2 separate regions of the Gossypium hirsutum genome follow, and region 1 is linked to region 2. The links are chromatin contacts, called in public Hi-C maps. All regions are on one chromosome and are shown on one strand. The core of a region is the stretch at or near the end of the contact, and the rest is flanking DNA. Distances in the headings are between cores, read along the strand shown. Region 1 holds the start of LOC107951914. Region 2 has its middle 38 kb from the start of LOC107951916.

Region 1 (2,994 bases), core at 49-2,548, 56 kb before region 2:
TATCTCATTTCTGAATTATCCTAGAATTTATTAGGATATCAATACCTTGGTGGTAGATTAATATTGTAATTGATATGTATTTTAACAAGTCCAAAAATGCTTATATATTTGAGACTTGTATAGGTTAAAAGTACCAAGAGTTTTAGCACTTATTCTTTATTGGAACCTATTTTAGTAAATGTGTTTGTAAGTAAAACAAGTACAAATAAAGTTTTTCATAGAGAAATTTAACGGAAAATAATTTAAATGTATAATGTAAGTATGAAATTGCTACACTGATAAGTGTTAAAATTTAAATCATAGTTGGAAGATAAGTAAATTTACTCTTTAAATAACATCTAATCAACGTAAGTGAACCAAATATTACTGTAATTCATATGTTATATGCTCAGTTAAGACAAATCAATTTTTTCTACACAAACATATAAATTTCGCTATTTAGCCTCCAAAACAGTGGTCTAAAGTTAGCTGTCACTTTCTTCATCCAAAGCTCTCATGGGCTTTAGCCAACCTAATCACCACCTACCAAAAATGATTGGAGCAAGCAACCGGTAGAGAAGAGGGATAATGGTTGGATTTTTCTTAATGTTTTTTAAATATATATTACTAATATTATATAGTGTTTTAAATAAATCTGAATAAATATTTTTAATTATTATTTAAATTAAAATCAAATTAAATTAATTTTAAAACGAATTAAATTTAATTAAATGTTGGAAGGGATAATTACGAATCTCGAATATGAACTATGAAATGAAAATGAAGAATAAAAATTAAAAAATATAAGTTTAATTATTAATTTCTTTTCTTTACTTATAAATAATAGCAAGTTAAATTTTTTATTTTAAACTTTTTTAGGGGCCGAAATTAAATTGTAATTTTTATTATAGCAAAAATATAATTTCACCAATTTAATAGTCTACCTCTTTATAATTTTTAAATAATTAAATCAAATTATTATATTTTAGGAGAGCCTTTCTAATTTAAAATTTTAAAAATTTTAAAAAACTTAAATAAAAAAATTTCATTTAAGGGGCATGCTGAGTTTTGTTATTTGTTACATACAAATTGTTGAGCTATTAATTATATAGATGAACGATTTAACTGCAAAGTTTAATAATTTTATTGAAATGGACTAAGTTGAAAAGTTTGATAGATTAAAGTAGAAGAAAAAAGATTTCAAAATTGATAAAGAAATAAAGAAATTCTAATATATAATTAATTTACTTGTTAAATTAAAAAACATTTGTGTTCTCCCCTTGCTATTCTTTCCCTTTATATAGAGCCCTCCCCTCCCCTCCCCTCCCCTCCTCTCCCTCAAACTCGAACAAATAATTGCTTCTCTCTCCCTCAAAAGTCAGCAATAAATCAAATATAGTCAAAAGCAATGGAACAAAATCCACCAGTGATAGCCAAAAGAGTATGGAGCATAGTAAGAGCTGTTCTCTTCATGATGAAAAAGGGCATATTATCCAAAAGAAAGCTCATGGTTGATCTCAACATGTTGCTCAAACGCGGCAAAATAGCCAGCACCAAAGCCATTGCCAACCTCCCCATGTTCCACCGCCACCAGGTCTCTTCATCGGCGGCGGCGCCGGCCCAGGAGTACGAGTTCAGCTGCAGCAACACCCCTAACTACATCTTCCCTTTCAACATCCCCACCAAGAAGAAGAACAGCATTAACAACTACTACCACCACTTGTTCGCTTGTACCCACGCGCCTCCTACTCACGACGACGACACCGCCGCCATGAACGCCTTCAAGGTTGTCTTGGAGATGCTCAACAACAACATGGGAGTGGAAAGCGATGCTGCTGTTATTGCGGCTTCCCCTATGTTACCAGGGTTCGGACAAACTCCAGTGGTGAGACAACTTAGAATAACCGACTCTCCTTTCCCTTTAAGAGATGTTGATGAAGGTAATGGCAACGTAGATAAGGCTGCTGAGGACTTCATTAACAGGTTTTACAAGGATTTGAAGCTCCAAAATAACAACACTACTGCCTGAGTTATGACAGAACCATATCTTTGCCTCTGTTAATAATTTCCATGTTTGGAGGGAGTTGTTCATGCTTAATTTCTTTTTGGGGGGTTCTAATTTTGTTGTTGATAAAACAAATAAGAAAAGCCCTGGATTTTTCACTTATTCTTTCGTTATAAACTTCTCTATGTTAATCATGCGATCAAATATGGTTTTGGAGTTGAAAGCATTTAAGCAGCTCCTAATATCTTTAGTGGATTATTTTGGAGTATTGGAAATAATTCATGTATATTTGGTTTGTCGGTGGCAAATAAAAAGTTTTCCTTTTGCAATATATGAATATCAATATCAATCCTTAGGGTTTGAGGCAGATCTAAATTACAATGGCCGAATGGAAACCTTGATTCATCAATATGAAAAATAGCATAGCTTTTAAACCCTGAATCCCTCACTTCCAATGGAACTTCATTTTTATGTCTTTACAAATTGATACCATTCCACTAACTTAAAAGTGCACTTATATGGACCCTCTCCCTAAAAGACAAACAAAATAAAAACCCCTATTCCTATTCCTATCCCTCTCCCTCTCACTTTTGCTTTTTCTTTTTCTTTTTTCTTTTTGTTCCAAAGTTTAGCCAGAAAAAAACAAACTATAATTGAGTTCTGCTCTTGTTTATTTTGAAATTTGGATTTACAGTAATATAGAAAAGTTAGAACAATAAATATGATTAGTGCGATTTAAATACAGGTCACATTTAAGACAGTAACTACTTTTAAAAATCAAGCCATCATATGAGGTTCATATATTTATTTTAATTTAAAATATTATATTTATATAAAATTTTATAATTCAGATTATATAAAATTTAAATAATTAATATATATTCAAATTATTATGAGAAACAATAATGAAAAAGAATGTACAGAATCTCTTGCTTTAATAATAAATGTAGGTATAAAAATTTAAATTCTATCCCAGACAGTTGTATTTCCCCATCCAATTATATATATGG
Region 2 (2,851 bases), core at 300-2,799:
AAAAAGTTTTTAAAGCCAAGTATTATCCAAGTTCAGATTTTTTTTTTAATGCACAATTGGGTAACTCACCATCACTTACCTGGAAGAGTGTCTGGTTTGCAAAAGGATTGTTACGAAATGGGCTGAGTTGGAGAGTTGGACGAGCAACTGGAATCTCAGTGTGGAATGATCAGTGGATACCAGGAATTGATACGGTTGTTAAGAGTCACGAAAACAATAATGAAGTCCAATTAGTTTCAGATTTAATTGATGCATCAAATAATATGTGGAAGTCTGAACTAGTGCTAAGTACCTTCCCAGCAGACACTGCCCAAAAGATTTTGCAAATCCTTCTAGCGGAACTCCAAGGAGTTGATTTTCGGTCAGAAGTGCCTACAAACTATTACAAAGCACTAGCTCGAATCCTAACAACTTATTATTACATACCGATTTAAAAAATTTCTACAAAAAGCTCTGGAATTTACAGTTACCCTCAAAGATTACTATTACAGTTTGAAGAGCATCATGGAACTATATGCCTACTCTAGTTAATTTGCGATCTAAACGAGTAGTCGACACTGCTGTTTGTTCTCGATGTAGATCTGGGGAAGAAGATTTATCACATGTCTTTCGGTACTGTCATGTAGTAATAGAAGTTTGGAAAATGTTAGATCTTCCTTGGGTTAATAACTTTTTGGTTCAGAGGTTCTGGGGCTGGCTTACTTGGATGTTCCAAAAGAGAACTCTCAAAAGGTCGATTGCTTTGCTGTGGCATATGGGTCCTGTGGAGGTCAAGAAATAAGCTCATGCATGAAAGAAAAGTTGAGTAAGGAAGAGAGATAGCATCAAAAGTTCAAAGGTATTTGGCTGAGATTGATGGTCTGGCAGAAAAAAGGAGTACCTTGTGTACGACTACGAGGGCCATTCAGAGAGATACGAGTTCTGGGATGACGATTCACTTTGATGCTACTTTTAACCGAAGGGATTTCAAATCGATGGCAGGCCTGGTGGTTCAGGATCAGATGGGAGTAATTCTTGTTACGAAGACGGTCTTAAATTCAAATGTTTCAACTTCTTTTACAGCAGAAGCTTATGCAGGTCTTCATGCGATTAATCTTAGACTTTCCCTGGGTATACACTCAATTACGGTAAAGGGGGATTCACGAACCGTCATAAAGAAATGTCAAACATCGATGCAAGATAAGTTAGTTATAGGAGAAATCATCAGTGATATTCAAAAAAAGTCGGAGTTTTTTCAAGAAATCATGTTCCAATTTATTAATAGAACCGAGAACATCTCGGCTCACAAAATTGCAGAAGAAGCACTAAGAAGGGAGAAGAAACACACCTGGAAGGAGAGGCACTACACCGCCTTTATGTGCGTTCCGATGGAAGATGGAGTAGGCTCCCAGATTGAGAATGACTTTCTGAAAGAAATTGAAAAGCTATCAAATGCAACAATAGGTTTTTTGGAAATGAAAGGACGATTTGTAAATGGTGTCCAGCTACAATCTGATTCGACTAGTAATTATTACCCTAGGTTTTCTATTTTCGTAGCTTTAAGTATTCTGCTTTCCACTAGTTTTTCTCTTTCTTTTATTTTTATTTAATGGACCGGTTGGGGGTATACCCAGTAGGCCCACGTTTTAGCATCCAACTTCTGTTATTGTTTAATTTAAATTAATGGCTAGTCGATTTTTATTCAAAAAAAATATATGTTTTTTAAGTAGTAAAAAATTAAATAAACTATTTAATTTTTAAATCATTATTAGAAAAACTTTATTGAGCTATTTAAGATTTAACCATATTTTTAAAATTTTATTTTTAACACTATTTTAATTTATTAAATCATTGTTCTTAAATTAAAATGTTTTAATTAATCAATTCTGTTTAAAAAAATAAAATATATTAGTTATTTATTTGAAATTTGTTTAAAGATATTTTAAATCATTTTTAATAGTATTTAATTATACTGTTAATTTTTTTCTGACCGTTTTAATTTTTAAAACTGCTTTTTAATTTTTACTTTTATTTTATTTTTTTGAAGTGTAGAGGCCCAATTTAGCCTGGGGCCCATAACCCAGAAACCTAAAATCAAGAAAATCAAAATAATAACAGTCCATTGTTTTTTTTTACAAGACCCATTAACAGCCCAAAATACAAAAAGAAACCCTAAGCCCATGGCCCAAAACATAAACAAATTTTCGGATGGAAAACCCTAGCCCCTAGCCTTTGCACCGCGAAGCTCCTCAATTGGTGTCAGCACCTTCTCCGCTGCAACACTACCACAGACCTGCAAACAAGCCGACAAAGAACAAAAATGGAGTAGAGAGACACGCAAGACAAAGCAGAAATAGTAAAAAGTAAATAGTAACAAAGAACTTTTGTTATCGACTATAAAGCCAACAAAAAACGATTGTAATCAAGGGGAGACTCTTAAATAAAAAAAATCAGAAACTAATATCTCAAAGGTGCCTCTTTTATTTTATTTTTCTTCATTTTTGTTTGAAATAAAGCATAAATAATAATAAAATCTTACCGTGGTTCGCTCTCTGTCGCGGTTGTGAATCTCCGGTGACCCAAACGTCACAAAACCCACTCGGGTTCCGATGAGGGACGAGGAAGCGACGAAGATGGGAGTTTTCTCTGCTTGCGATTCAACCACTATTTCATTTTTTGTATTGTGTTTTCTGCCTTAAAAATATGTAGTTTAAATATACTTTTAAAAAAAAAGAAGAGGAAGAGAGAAAGCTTACCCGAACATGGCTTTGAAACAAGGTTGAAAGACCCATTTTTAGCCGTTGTTGACCACCGAGTGTGGTGTGTCTTGGTATTGCGGTAGAGGGAAAAATCAATCGGCGCAAGGGGATTA

Evidence for each region. Hi-C and Micro-C count contacts between places; a contact is called where the count stands out from the background.
Region 1: a contact with region 2 is called in a Hi-C map of leaf, with 3 times the contacts expected there. The contact joins the promoter of LOC107951914 here to the enhancer-like site in region 2. A contact is called at or near these places in 17 of 34 Hi-C or Micro-C datasets (anther, callus, fibers and 4 more).

Annotation. Positions count from the first base shown.
Region 1 is chrA02:84,183,867-84,186,860 of Gossypium_hirsutum_v2.1, reverse strand. LOC107951914 reads left to right here and starts at 1,298. Exons shown (of 1, transcript XM_016887097.2): 1 at 1,298-2,315. The coding sequence starts at 1,388. The coding sequence ends at 2,008.
Region 2 is chrA02:84,128,144-84,130,994 of Gossypium_hirsutum_v2.1, reverse strand. No RefSeq gene overlaps it. Among protein-coding and RNA genes, the nearest start is that of LOC107951916, 38 kb to the right of the region's middle. Within about 2 kb of position 1,549, at least 8 of the 9 cell types and tissues checked have an H3K27ac peak or open chromatin away from gene starts, as enhancers often do. A contact at or near this core is called in fibers and leaf, where this site is marked.